2 separate regions of the Gossypium hirsutum genome follow, and region 1 is linked to region 2. The links are chromatin contacts, called in public Hi-C maps. All regions are on one chromosome and are shown on one strand. Each heading gives the region's core, a stretch centred on a gene start, on an enhancer-like site or on the middle of the called end of the contact. The rest is flanking DNA. Distances are from core to core; before and after follow the strand shown. Region 1 holds the start of LOC107957203. Region 2 holds the start of LOC107957200 (transcription factor BIM2).

Region 1 (7,643 bases), core at 2,680-5,179, 220 kb before region 2:
ACCATAAAACTCAACGAATTTGCCAACAACACCGTGCTTCCTCAGTATTTGTGTCACAGTTAGAACCAAGTCTGTAGCTGTCACACCATTTCTTAATTTTCCAAATAACTTGAATCCAACAACACCAGGCAAAACCATGCTCATAGGCTTTCAATTTCAAAATCATTAATGTTAGGAAACAAGGATAGAAGAGATGCATATTCAAGCAAGTGAACAAGAACATGAACAGTATGGTTAAAAAAAAGAGTAAAATAAGAAAAGTTGGATAGTATATAGAGTAACAGAATCACAAACAATTATTGTCAAAGTCAGTTGAAGTATCATCATCATCTTATTCTGTTATAATGTTTGACACAAAACAAAAGAAGCCAAAAACGGTTGATAAAGACGAAAAATAATAAATGTGAGATACAGATCACATGCACACATCAAATTATGTGGCAACTTTAGTTAAAAGAGGCTTCATAAATCCTTCGTTGAAAGTTCAGGCTCATTTTTCACTTTTATTTTAGCATGTCATATAGAAACATGAACTGGCAATTATTAAATAGAAAAGAACTGTGTTGTACTCATCATTGAGGTATAGGGTTTAACTAGAAACTACTGAAATCATCGCCAAACAAACCACCAAAGTTTGGCGAAAAATATAGTTCTATGGAAATACCTACCTGACCAAGCATGGCTGCCTCAGCTTCAATACCACCAACTCCCCAGCCAGCTACTCCAAGACCATCTATCATAGTTGTATGGGAATCAGTTCCAACCACGCTATCAGGGTAAAGCACGCCGTTGGTGTTGAAAACAACTCGTCCAAGATATTCCAGATTAACCTAAAATTTTACAGTGTCAGCTCAATTTGCCACCATATTTACATGGATTAACTGTCTATGAAAAATTCAAATTAGTGAAAAATGTAAGCTTATTTGTTCATTACTTTTCATTAGTTGGTAAAAACTTTTCTGCACATAGATCATTAAGGATATGTCGACTATTATGTTAAGAAGTGTCGATTGCACTTTGCACTCTGTTTCCATATCACATACCTGATGCACAATACCAGAACCGGGAGGAACAACAAGCATATTATGGAAGGCAGTAGATCCCCATTTAAGGAAAGAAAACCTTTCCTTGTTCCTCTGAAACTCAAGTTCCATGTTTGCTTGCACTGCATTTTCTGATCTTGTTACATCAACTTGAACTGAATGATCAATGACAAGATCTACCGGAACCTGAATATTTTCAGCAACACACCGTGAGGATAGAGCAAACAATAACTTTATTGCACAATAGCCAGGCATGTTGTAACAGGACCTGTGGCATTTGAAAGCTCATGTTTTTGAACTGATATCAAATAGAAAATTCTACATGACTTCCCATAAATCATCCAGAGCAGCCAACAGGATCAAAAATTGAAAAGAAAGATATCTCACATAGAGAATGCATGACAAATGGTGGTTGAAGATGATTTTGTACTAACTATGACATTAATATGACATGGAGAACATTTCTCAAGATCCACAACCTTATTAAGGCAAAAATATGAAAATATTGCAATCTTAAACTATGGCATCTAGAAACCATCCATCCCTCCAAAAATAATAAATGTTTGAAGATACTCCAGAACTCTCATCACAGTAAATATTCATGTAATTGATGTAAACAAACGCACCAAAGGATTAATCTTGTTTGTATCACTGCCAAGCTTGTGCATAGCATCACGCATACAAGCAAGGTCGACCACAGCAGGCACTCCAGTGAAATCCTAGCCAAACAAAAAGGGAAAGAAAGGAAAAGAATGATTTAAGATAAACAAAGCATCAATTGTTTCTTTTGGTAAAGATGTGCATTTATGCACATACAGACATAAACTAGGCTTATCAAATACCTGCAAGAGCACACGAGCTGGCTTGAAGGGGATTTCTACTTGCTTGGGTGATGTATTTTGCCAATCAATAATTTTCTCAACATCCTCCTTCTTGACTTGGAAGTTGTCACAGTTACGAACCGCAGATTCAAGCAGGATTCTGATAGAGTAGGGCAGTTTATCTATTATATATAGAACAGAAACAAGGAATAGATATGATCAATCACACAATGATACTGGAGACAGGCATGAAGTAATACATCAAATTCATCAAGAGAATAGATATAAATTTAATTTCCATGAGAAAATTTACCAATCCTCGGATCATTCAGGGCAGGCAAGCTATAGAACTTTCCAAACTCGCCACCACCTGGCTTTGGAAGACTGGTCAGGACTGCCTTAAAAGGATGTTCAGCAGCTGAAAATCATAAAAATAGATGAGCGATCAAATTTATCACCAGATAGTTTTTCAGTTTAGTTATCAACTTCAACATACTTCACATGATTAAAATCTCGAGGGAAAAAAAAACAGCTATATACATATATAGGTATCCTCACAAACATAACAATCTTTATACTGATTTCATAATACAATTCATCCCTTTTATCATGTAATTAATAATGAAATATTAGTTAAATTGAATCCGATGAATAAAATTTTAAATCTGAGGCTTATCATTAATTGGACCCGATCAAGCAACCTAAGATTTTGACTGAGAGTCTGAGACCTTAAACTAATCTAAACTACATCAGTAAATAAAATGTTGAATTTAAGATCGGATAAAAAAAATCCATCAAAATAAACAAAGCTATATAGCAGTACCCATAGTGGAAAACTTCCTCTCAAGCCGTTCGATGACTGGATTAACAGCTCTGACCTGAGCACGAAGGCTAAAAGGAGATCTCCAATCGAGACGGTGGCTCCATCGCGGAGAGCAATGGAAGGAACGAACGGCGGCGGAGGCAAGAGATCGTTGGTGATTGAGAAGCGAAGGAGAGCTTGGACTGAGATTCCGAAACGAAGAATGAAAGAACCGAGTTCGAGAGTATGAAGACGCTGCCCTTAAGAGAGAGGAAGAAGCTGAAGATGAGACCGCCATCAAAGATCGCAGGAGTTAACGTAAAAAAAAATGGCAGTAACCAGTTAGCAGAAGAAATTCATGTCCAAGTTCTGGCTCTTTTTTCTTTTTGAGAAAGGCGTGTGGAGAGTGAGCGCAGCTGATTACCTAGCGTTTAAATTAGAGATTTGTATCCAATGACTATTCCAGTTCTGGTAAAAAGAAAATTGTTATATTTATCACTATTTATTATCGACCAATCATTTTTTTTAATTCACTAATTTGTTTAATTTAATTTATTTCTTTAAAATTAATTATTATCACTTTGATACCGTCTATTTTTCCCATCATGAAACAAAAGCCATGTGATGTAGGGATCAGATGGGAGTTGCTGTGTGACGCTGGTCTGTGCAAATTTGTATCGAATGTTAGGAAGCTTTTGAACTTTCGCAAAGGAGATGTCAAATCAACGGTTACGATTTGCCAGGAGAATGGATTCGTTATAGAAAAGAAATATCTACTTCGCAAATTGGGTTATGACTTTTTCTTGTGGGGACAAGCACACGTTGACGTCTACTATTCCTTTACCTTTTATTATTTCATTTTTAATTTTTAGGCTAAATTCAGTCACCCACCTAGTTACTATACTTTAAAATTTATGATATTTTAATTACTAATCCGTTAATTACGGTGTATTAAAAAACTGAGGTAGCATCTTATATCATCTTTTTAGATGAAAATATTAGGCCAATTTTGTATACCTATTACTTATATTTTTCTTTTTGAATAATTTAGGCTTCGTTTTTTTTTAAATATTTCCTATTTACATTTTTTATTTCTATTTTTAAAAAAATTTAAAAGCACATTTGATAAATAGAAACAAAAATTTGTTTTTACTAATGAAAACATGTTTGATAACTATTTTTCTACAATAAAAAAAATGAGAAATAAAATAAAAAAAATTACATTTATATAGATTCAAACTAAGATATCATATTTAATATTTGAAAACTGTTAAAAGAAAAATGAAAGCAACTTTTTATTATTTTCTAATTGTTCACATATTTTATTTCCATTTTTCAAAAATCATTCTTAAAATTTTCAACACTTTTCTTCAATGCTTTCCATTCTCTAATAAATCGAAAATAAATTTGGTTTATTTTTCCTCAAACCAAATGGAGCCTTAATTCCTTAAATTTTTTTCTTTTAACTTTATTTTTATTTTTCCTTTTTGTTTACTTCTCCATATTTCTTCTTCTTCTTTTCTAGCAGCTCTTTTGGTTGTTGATTCATCCTTCAAGGAATTTGGGGCATGGGTTTGTAATTTTTTCCATGGTTTTAAGTAATTTCAAATGGGTTTTGTTAATGTCAATTTTATTTACCAGGCACTGCAACGTTATTTGCAACATGGAGAATAACTGGCAATAGACTAAAGCTTGTTTTATGTATTGGTATTTTTTTTTACCCAAATTAGTTGTACATTTGTTGAACGGATCTTGAGTTTTTTTCAACCACCCATTAGCAAAGCTTAAATGTGCAAGAATCAAACTAAGCAAGGATAGAATTGAGTACTTTCAATACAATTCAAGTTATCATGTGGAGATACTCTAACAGCATGTTTGGTTGGGAGGCTTAAGAATAGATTCCAGCCAATTCGGCGGGCTCATCACCAAACATTAGTTTGGTTGGCTGTAATGCTATTACAGCCCGAATCTATTCATCGCGTATTACAGGGAAAATGTTGAATAGCCATTCCGTTCCCACACCATTGAATAGCCATTCTTTCCCGTGTGAAGTAAAATTTTTTCCCCCTTTTCAAATTTTGCCCTCACCTATAACAGAGAATGAAGAAGCACTAGAACCATCATCTTCTCCCTCAGTTCACAGGTAACTTTCTTTTTTTCTCATCTTTATGTTTCCCGTTTTCCCTTTGATTGCAGAAAATACCTAGGTCAATATATTCTTCGTTCCTTCTTTTTTTTTCTTCACCTTTTAAGCCAATAAACCCTTTGGTTGCAGAGTTGCAACACTTTTTTTTTTAGCTTTTTCACTGCATTTTTGATTTTCCCTCTATGAACTTTTTGGTAGTTAGAGTCATCAAAAAGGAATCAAGAGATATCGGAATGGAGAAATCTAGGACTTCGAGGACGAAGTGGTGGTGGCAGCGTCGACGGTAATTTCACTCCCTCTCTCTGAATTTTTTTCTATTTATTGTTATTTTTAAGCTTAGGGTTCTCATCTTTATTTTTCTTAGTTGGAAGCCAAAGACAATAAACTTTTCATGCATTTAACAGAAATAGTTTCATATTCGAATAATTAAAGCACGAAGATTAACATTTTGTGAAGAAAAAAAAAACAAAGGCAGTATTTTGCTTTTATTAGCAGCATGATTATGTGAAAATATTGAAGTTGTCTCTTCATTAGAAACTTCTACAGAACTAGTGAAAAAGAGGATTAGATAGTACATGGAATGCATTTTGATATTTGATTGTGGTTACATGAATTATCATTCATTTGGGGATCATCTTCAGGAAGATCTTCCCAGCTTGTGAAAGCATGTGTGTGTGCTGTCCTGCTTTGAGGTCAAGATCTCGCCAACCTGTTAAGCATTACAAGAAATTATTGTCTGAAATATTCCCCAAGTCTCCTGTGAGTATCTACTCTTTTCTTTTTCTTCTTTTTGGATTATACATTTTGGTAATGGTGGTCTTGGTGAAACTAGAGATGAAATCTTTATACATATTTGGGTTTTTGGTGATGGCTATTTAAGTTAGCTTGCTTTTGAGTACTTTAATTTTTAATGTAAGGATATCAATAAGGAATATTTGATCCTGCAATATGCCAATAATGTCTACTAGAGTTTTTCTTTTTGAATCGGCGCTAGATTGTTACTGTGATTGTGGCTATTCAGTTGGTTACTCGAACTCACCTGTGAGTGTCGGATACAAGTATGTGTCCTGTAAGGATATGTTCAATTTTGACATAAGTTATTCATGTATTTGGAGATTCATATCCTACACTCATATTAATGCAAAATGAAGAATTAAGCTACATAGCTGCCTAGAGTTCTCGGCTTTGACTCTAATGCCATTTGAGTATTGTAATTTCACAAATAGAATAAAAATACACTCCTCTATAGTTGGTTTTTATACTTTAAAAGAAAAAAAAGTTATTCTTTGGTTGGATCTTGGAAGTAACTAGAGATTAAACAAAATTGTTAGATGCAGTTAATTAACAATTCAGTTGGTGCATTTCTGAAGAGTCATTGTTCATTTTCTGTTAGTCCATGCCATTGTTTTAGATGTCAATTTTCTATACATTACAGAAACTGTGGCCAGGGAAACATTAGATCAAGTTATGGCACATGCACTTTCAAAATCTGGTTTTAATCAATCTGCAGCATACATTTCATGTCTTCTTTTTGCAATGGCATTTTAAGGATGCCTTTTTTTTTTCTTATTCCTAGAATGCTTACAAGTTATGACTCTTTTGGTGTACCAGAATACTGTGAGAAATATGTCAAGCCTAAAAATGTTGTAGGAGCAGAAGAAGTGAAGTCAAGTGACGAAAAACTGAGTGAAGATGAATATGCTGCCTCGGATGATGAGGAAATCGCCGGAAAATAGATCTTTAGGCACATATTATGCCCTGCATACTCACTACGAAAATTGTCTTGTGTTGTACATGATGTTCAGCTCCAGGAAAATTCGAACACGACAAAACCGGGGAATATTTGGAAAAATTCCTACTTACCCCTTTTTGTCATTACTTTCCGTGGATGTTTGTGTAAATTAATCCATTGTTGTTCAATAATTCAAATATTTATCCACTGCTGAGACTTTAAAAAGCAATTCTCCTATATGCTCCTACTCCTTATGTGCCTGCATCAATTATACTACCGTTTATTATGCTTTGTTAGTGTTATTTATACATTGGTTGATCTAACTTTGGTGATGACTTATTTGGCTGCCAATGGAATTTATATCTCCCATATCTCCAACACTTTATGGTGGAATCCATTTTGCATGGCTTTTGATTTGGTCTACAATTTTTTGGTTGGCTAGGGTAGTCTCATAGAGAAGTTAAAAAATGAGTTTGTTTGGTGTATAAATGTTTGATATTTTTCATATATATAAAAATGAGAATAATTATTGCTTTTGGATCAATATTTGTAATTTTGGCAACTCCGATCCTATGAGATTATGTTATGATTTTTATCAATTCATATTTTAATAAAAATTATATTAAGATGATTATTAAATTATATGTTTTTATTTTTATTTAATTATATTTAGTAATAATTATATTAAAACATAATTAAATTATTTACTATTTTAATAATAATCTTAGTAAAATTTAATAACAATAATTATGTACTTAAAAAAATCTGTTAGGGGTATTCTGGTCATTTTAACTTTTTTTCTTATACTATTACAACATCATTCTATTCAACCAAACACAAGAATACCATTACAGTTCTATTTCATTCCATTTAACCAAATAATTAAATTACTGATTACAGTTCTATTTCATTACAGCGAACCAAACGTACCGTAAAGATGTTTACATGTGGCTATTTTGGTGGAATATGTGATTATAATTATTTGTAACTTAACAAGATTTTTTTAACTCTTCTTTAGGCTAGAAGTATATATTAGGGGTTTTTATACAAATAATACTAAAAAATAATTAAATAAAAAAATGGTATGGGAAATAAATTA
Region 2 (7,308 bases), core at 465-2,964:
AAAAAAAAAGAAAATATATAAAAAATAAAGAGAGAAAAATAATGTAAAATAATATAAAAGAATTAAAAAATTATCTTTTTTAAAGTTTATATGACATGAAAGTTTATTATTGGATAGATTTTTTTAAATGAATATAACATTTTGGTGTAAAATGAGTTACGGAAGAATAGTTTTGGTATTACTTGTGACAAAAAAAAAATTAGGAACTAATTTAGGAAAAATGTTATAGTTTAGGAATTAATTTGTGGGTTAAGTCTTTTTTAAATATATATATTAAAATGTGTCTTAGGTCTTTGTACTATTCACAAATTTAGAATTTAGTTTTTATACTTTTATTTCAAGGATTTTAATTTTTTATTTTATTTTTATACTTTTATTTCAAGGATTTTAATTTTTTTACTTTCAGATTTCAAAATTTATGTCCACTTGTTAATACTATTTTTTTGTTAAATTGGTTGATGTCTTTTTACTTCTATTTTTTTGTTAACTTTTTCAATTTATGTCCTTTTATTTTTCTTTTTTTTGCTAAAATTAATAGTATTAACTTTTTCAATGTTAATAGTTTAACTTTTAAAATTTGAAAAGTAGATGGACTAAGTTCCTAAAAATAAATGAACATAAATTAAATTCCAAATTTGTGAAGATTATAAAGGCCTTGTTTGTCAATTGGCTAGTTGTTGATTGCAGTGACTAGTTTGACCAACTCATTCTATTAAATATTTATTTAAAAGTGTTTAGTAAAACTTAGCTGATAGCTGGAAGTTTATATACGTAAAATAACAAATAAGGGCATTACACATTTTATTTTTAAGTATTTATTTGTTTATAATATTTTAGTTTAAAACATCCATTATAGAAATCTATTAGTGAATATTTTTAAATAAACAAAATTCTTAAATTCCTTATTTGCGAATATTAAGCTTATCGAAATTGATAAATATTAATAGTATATAAATATACTTGTAAACTATATTTTCAGTGATAATTATGTCATGTTCTTAATATGTAAATTAGTGATAATTATGTCACACTTTTGAATAAATTTGTCAAGTAGCATATTTCATAAATTTGTAATTTTTAAGTAAGCATGATCAGATAGATCTTTCTACATATCTCATTCCCAATTAACTGTGAAAAAAGCTGGACATCTCAATTTTTTTTTATTTTGGAGGTCTTAGCTTAACAAACTCTTACAAACCTCCATTTACCAAACACTACAACAAGATAATTTGACTACTCAATCCTCTATTTGTGCACAAATCAACTACAAAAGCTCAAAACTAAATTTACCCAACACCCTCGTAGACTTATAACATATTTTTACTTTTTTAAAAAAAGATTTAACTAATAAAGGCATCAATTTAAAAAAAAATTAGATACATTTTAATAATAAAATTAAATACCAATCACGAGGAATGAAATGATGATTGCTCACATCATTTCTTAATAATAAAATTTAGAAATTTAATAAAAACATTTTATAATTAATTATTTACCTCTTTAAAAAATACCTGAAACCATAATTATTTATTATCATGGGCGATGAACTATAATGATTTCCAAAATAAATAAAAAAACCATTTAAATATCAAAAGAAAAGAATTATAATTTAGATACTAATATGTGAGTTAAGTAAAAAAAAGAAAAACAAATCAAATATCTTACATTCGGCTCAATTACTACAAATAATTATCCTATATTTATCTCCGGGCAGTAGTACAAAATTTAATGCCCAATTGAAGTAAGCCTCACGGGACATCCATGAACTCATCCACATCACATTTCTTTCTCCACTGCTGTTCTCGCCGGGAACCAACCAACCAAGAAACCCCATTTTTTCCCCCTTCCCATTCTCTCCAATTCCTTCACTTTTTCTATCAAACCATTCAATCATCCTTCTTTTTCGATCTCCCCATTTTTGGGTTATTATTTTTTTTCATAATATTTTTGGTCCTTTGTTTTTGTCATCCGGAGAAGGAAAATAAATGAGAACAGGAAAGCAAAGTCAAGAGGAAGAAGAGTACGAGGACGAAGAGTTTGGTTCCAAAAAACAAGGCTCATCTTCTAATCAAATTATGTCCGGAAACGCCATTAACAACTCCAACAAAGGTAATATTAATTTGGATCCCACCCTTTACCCCCCCCCCAAAAAAAAAAAACCCAGATCGCCTCCTTTCCTTTTCTTCTCTATTATCACTGTTTTTTCTAGAAGATTAAAGATTTTTTGTTAATGGGTTTTGTTGAATTTTGAAATCTGTGTATTCTTTGATACCTGATTTCTGGGTTTGTTTTGTATTTACATTTTTTTTCTGGTTATTTGGAAGCAGGTGGGAAGAACAGTGATAAGGCTAATGCTATACGATCGAAACACTCGGTTACCGAGCAGAGGAGGAGGAGCAAGATTAATGAAAGGTATCTTCTTTTCATTTCTTCCAGTTTGAATTTCATTGTATTTTTTAAACTGGAAGTTTTTAGTCATACCCTTTAAGTAATTCTACATTTATCGAGTTAAAAGTCATAAATTGCATGTAAATGGCTTGGGATAGGCTGACTAACTTTATTAGCTTTGGTTTACTTTGTGGAAATTTTGATGATTGAAAAGAAAGTGGATTATCTAGTTAACAAACTGAACATTTGTCAAAGACTGCGGTATGAACTGATTTAAAAGAACGGTCGAGTTTAGTTTATAAAGTGTTTTAACTTGAAATGGCACCAGAAATTAACATGCTATTGGTTATGTGATGGTGAGAAACGATAGTGGATTGAAGAGTGTTTGCTTGTTCCTTTCCTTGCTATGAATTTAAGTACTTGTTGTATGTAAAAGGCTTGGAATCGGAATTTAAATGTTGTCGAATTACTGCAGCTTTATTATGGATTCAAGAGAGGTTGTGAATCGATGATGCTCGCTTTACTAAGTGAATAGTAATACTGATAAGCTTTCTGATGCCTTTTAGGTTTCAAGTATTGAGAGATATAATTCCGAACACCGATCAAAAAAGAGATACGGCTTCATTCCTGCTAGAGGTAGATTGTGAATCTGGGAAATCCTAAACTTTCAAATATTTTATGCACGTCCAATATCGTTGATTTTGCATCAAAAACTTCCGTTTACTTCATTAAGACTATTCTGCTTGAAAATCTTGTCAGATATCAGATCAATGTTCTTTTGCAGGTGATAGAGTATGTCCAATATTTACAGGAGAAGGTTAAAAAATATGAGGGTTCATACCAGGAATGGAATTCTGAGCCCGCAAAATTAATGCCATGGGTAGGATCTTCTATGCTTTCTATCTACGGGGTTTAGCAGTTAATTTGCAGTTTAAAACTATGTTGTCCGGACTCAGGTTTCTCAGATACTAGTATGGGTATGTTTGATGTGCATGATATTTTACTGGGCTAATTACTTATGGGGAATTCGATTTAGCTTGTTAATGATGTACATGATATTTGACTGGGCTTAACACTGGATTTTTCTTTTACATCCATTTAATCTCGGGACTAGCATATTATTTATTTTCAAAGTGTTAATTGCTTGTGTTAGTAAGTTACATGGTATTGAAGATTTTGCTTACTTTATTGTAGAGAAATAGTCACTGGCGTGTTCAGAGTTTTGTCGGTCAACAACAAGCTGTTAAAAATGGTTCTGATCCGGGGTCAGCATTTGCCGGGAAGTTCAATGAGAATAACATCAATATCAATCCCACGGTGATCGCAAGTGCACAAAATCCTGTAGAATCTGATCCTGTCAGAGACACTATGTCCAAAGCTATGGATCAGCAACCAGAGTTGGGAAGCAGGGGAATGCCTCTTCCCATCCGAGGTGATAATATGCTTGTGCATCCCCTTCAGAGACCAGTCTCTGAGGCTCAACCGACTGAGTGCTTTATTGGCAATGATACAGTGAACCAACAGGAAGATCTGACTATTGAAGGAGGAACAATTAACATCTCGAGTGTCTACTCCGAAGGGTATGGGATTTCCCGCCCACTTGCAAACTTTTACATCACTGCTCATGTTGATGAATATAATATGAATTGTTCTGATAGTTTACATCAGCAATAGTTGTTCCACATACAGCAATGGCTTCTATAACATTTGAGGCCCAAACGCTTATCATATGGATCTTTTTGCCATTGTTTGGGGATAGGATATAATACTTTCCAGCTTAAAATCGCGTTAGGTTTAGGGTGCTGAAGTATAAATTGATAATGTTTATGGATTCTGGTTTTGACCAGGTTATTGAACTCTCTGACACAAGCACTGCAGAGTGCGGGTTTGGATCTGTCACAGGCCAACATCGCTGTTCAGATCGATCTCGGAAAGCATGCTAATAGAGGACTAACATCAGGAACATCGGCTAAGGTATGACTGAAACAAAAGATCTTGGCCACTTCATGTTGGTTGATCTCCGTTATAGGGTTTTCTAGAGAAATTAGTCAAGATACAGAGCAAAATCGTTTTCAATATTTTGACAGGATCCACAGAGTGCCCCATTTCAGGCAATGACCCATCATAGAGATGTGAGCAACGGAGAGGAATCCGATCATGCTCAAAAGCGGATGAAGAAATGAGATGAGCAAGTTGAGAATTTTTGGCTTCTGTTGGGTTATTCCTTGTGTCATTTTTTAAGCTTCATTTGGTTAATGTATATGCATGCATTTTTAATATGAGCAGTCCCCATGATGTTATCTATCTATATGGAGTGGTTCCTCAGGTTTCTGTTGAGGGGATGTCAATGTTTGACCTCTATTATCATGGATGGATGTATCATTCATATTGTTTTAAATATATAAATTTATATTTTTATCCAATTCTCCATGTTTGGTATATAACCTTACTTGCTTTCCAGCATTTAATCATTGATACGCGATTCATGCTTTTTAATCAAAGATTCAACTGTTTGTTTTAATTAGGTTGAATATGGATGGTGGATTTGGAAATTTAGAAATCAAGTAATTTTTTAAACTAATTAATTATACTAACATGTTATAAATAACAGTATAGATATAGAGGTAGTAAATTATGCGTATTAAAATAAAAATGAACCTTTTATTATGTGCTATCAATTTAGTAGGTATGGGTTCAAATTTCAATATATTCATATTTTATTGAGGTTTGCTAAAATAAAAAGATTAATATAATTTATTTTAATTACGGAAAGACTTCTAACTGAATTAGTGTTTAGTTAACTCGTGACACTAACTGAGTTAGAAGCTTAGATAGAAGTATAGATACACAAATATATAAGTAATTAAAACACAAATATATTTATTAAAGTTTCACATAAAAACTTTAGTTTAAATAGTTAATGAAAAGGTTTTACAACCATGATTTCCTTAGTTCAAATTTCTTTATAGACACTTTTTTTTATTAATATATAAAAATATAAAAAGATAAAAACATTTATATAATCATATAATTTACTTTGAAAATAAAATGATTTTTGGTAATTTTCTAACTGAGTTAAAACCTAGTTGATGGGTAACACAAACTCAACAAAAGGCTTAATAAATAGTATAGACATACAAATATATACTAGAACACAGGTATGCTTATCAAAATTTCATATAAAAATTAAAAGTTGCTTTAATTTAATTGGTAAATGAAAAAGGATTTGTAGGCATGATGACCTTGGTTCAAATCTCATTACGAATAATTACTTAAAAAATATAAAAAAATAAAAATATCAACATAATCATATAACTTATTTTGCAAATAAAATAATTTTTTTTTAAAATTTCCTAATTAAATTGAGACCCAATTGATAGGTGACACCAACTCAATAAAAGACATAATAAATAGGGTAAATTAATAGTGTACCAAATAATTACTCAAAAATTATGACATATATCTTTTTAGATGACAACATATCCAAATTGTTATTAAGTTTTTCAAATTTTAGGCCTTCTCAATTTTTTTTTGGAAATTCTAACCTTTATGAAAATTTTGAAAATTTTAATTAATTCCTTATTTTTTAAAAAAAATTGATTTTTCCAAAAAAATTAAAAATTTTAGTTAAATCTCTTTAAATTTTTGAAAATTCTCAATAAATTTCAAAAAAAAAAAGTTTAATTTAACACCTCTAAATTTTTAAAAATTTTAATTAAACCCTTCAAAACTTAATATCATATTTCACGACTTGTCTAGATTGAACCAATTAAATTAGTTTACATCATTGTGCAAAAACAACACAAACAAGTTGTTTTTTTCTTCAATTTCAATAATGCAATATATTTGAAGATGTTTATGGGGAAGCTAAATCTTGGAGTACTTTTTTTTTTGAACAGATATCTCTATACGCATCAGTATTGAGTTTAGCTGTATGTCTTGTGTCCATTAGAATAATGACAATGATTTTAAAAATCTAAATTGTAATCGTTTATATATTTTTAATCTGTAAACAATTTCTTTTGAAAATGAAAAAAAAATTCATGAATTTAAATTGTTTTCGACATTGATGAGAGTCGAGGTCCTGTTAAAAACCTTAATAGAATTCTAACCCTAAAATTTATAAGTAGTCTGCCTCACTTGTTTATTTTCACAAAGTCAAAACATTTTTCCTATTATCTTACATGGGTAAATTTGAAGTATATGCCGGTTTTGAAAAAAAAATTGGGTTTTAAGTCGATTTTTGTGATATTTAAAGAAATAAACCGATTTTGGAGAGATAAATAGAAAATGCATTTTTTTTCGATGTTGGAAATTTGGAGAGAAAGATTTACTTGTGTTTGTGTTTGTGTTTGAGGTAGATATTATGATAGTTTTAAGGTATATTTGAATTCACGATCATGTGATAGTGCTCGGAGACTCACATGTTTCATCTATCGTATTGGGATGGAACCATTACCTTAGAAACCCATCGCATTGCAACTCAACCTCCAAGTTCACGGTGCTTATACGGTCACTGTTTGAATTATAAATAGGGCTCCTAGTTGATAGTGGTTATGCGGTCACGGGTTCAAGTTTCATGATACCGGAAGAGGATGTTCTATAAACCCCATACATAAGTTTGAGACCATAATCACGCTAGAAAAAATTTAGTTCGAAAATGGTTTTCTTGCACAGCAAAAAATAAAAATTTTGAAAACTAACTCGATTTATGATATTTATAGCAATAAACGCTAGACTGAATTTGCACATGTGTTTTCGGATAGATAAATCCTTGTTGTTTTCGGCTTTTAACCAAATGATTTTCTCTACTATTCTTGTACCACAAATTGCTTTAAGTGTGGGCTTGAACAATTGGAATCAAACACTGAATCAAAATTAGTTTTCTTTGTTGAAGTGTGAAAACGAAAAATCTCTTCT

What was found. A called contact is a pair of places that touch in the nucleus more often than the background predicts.
Region 1: a contact with region 2 is called in a Hi-C map of leaf, with 1.8 times the contacts expected there. The contact joins the promoter of LOC107957203 here to the promoter of LOC107957200 in region 2. A contact is called at or near these places in 2 of 34 Hi-C or Micro-C datasets (callus and leaf).

What each region holds. Positions count from the first base shown.
Region 1 is chrA05:46,128,471-46,136,113 of Gossypium_hirsutum_v2.1, reverse strand. LOC107957203 reads left to right here and starts at 3,929. Exons shown (of 4, transcript XR_001700386.2): 1 at 3,929-4,809; 2 at 5,011-5,095; 3 at 5,454-5,571; 4 at 6,424-6,781. LOC107957204 (aconitate hydratase, cytoplasmic) reads right to left here and starts at 3,134. Exons shown (of 20, transcript XM_016892659.2): 1 at 2,688-3,134; 2 at 2,178-2,282; 3 at 1,886-2,046; 4 at 1,670-1,762; 5 at 1,044-1,229; 6 at 669-830; 7 at 3-147. The coding sequence starts at 2,964.
Region 2 is chrA05:45,907,577-45,914,884 of Gossypium_hirsutum_v2.1, reverse strand. LOC107957200 (transcription factor BIM2) reads left to right here and starts at 1,714. Exons shown (of 7, transcript XM_041112453.1): 1 at 1,714-2,109; 2 at 2,328-2,412; 3 at 2,955-3,024; 4 at 3,173-3,268; 5 at 3,583-3,968; 6 at 4,236-4,362; 7 at 4,476-4,811. The coding sequence starts at 1,986. The coding sequence ends at 4,571.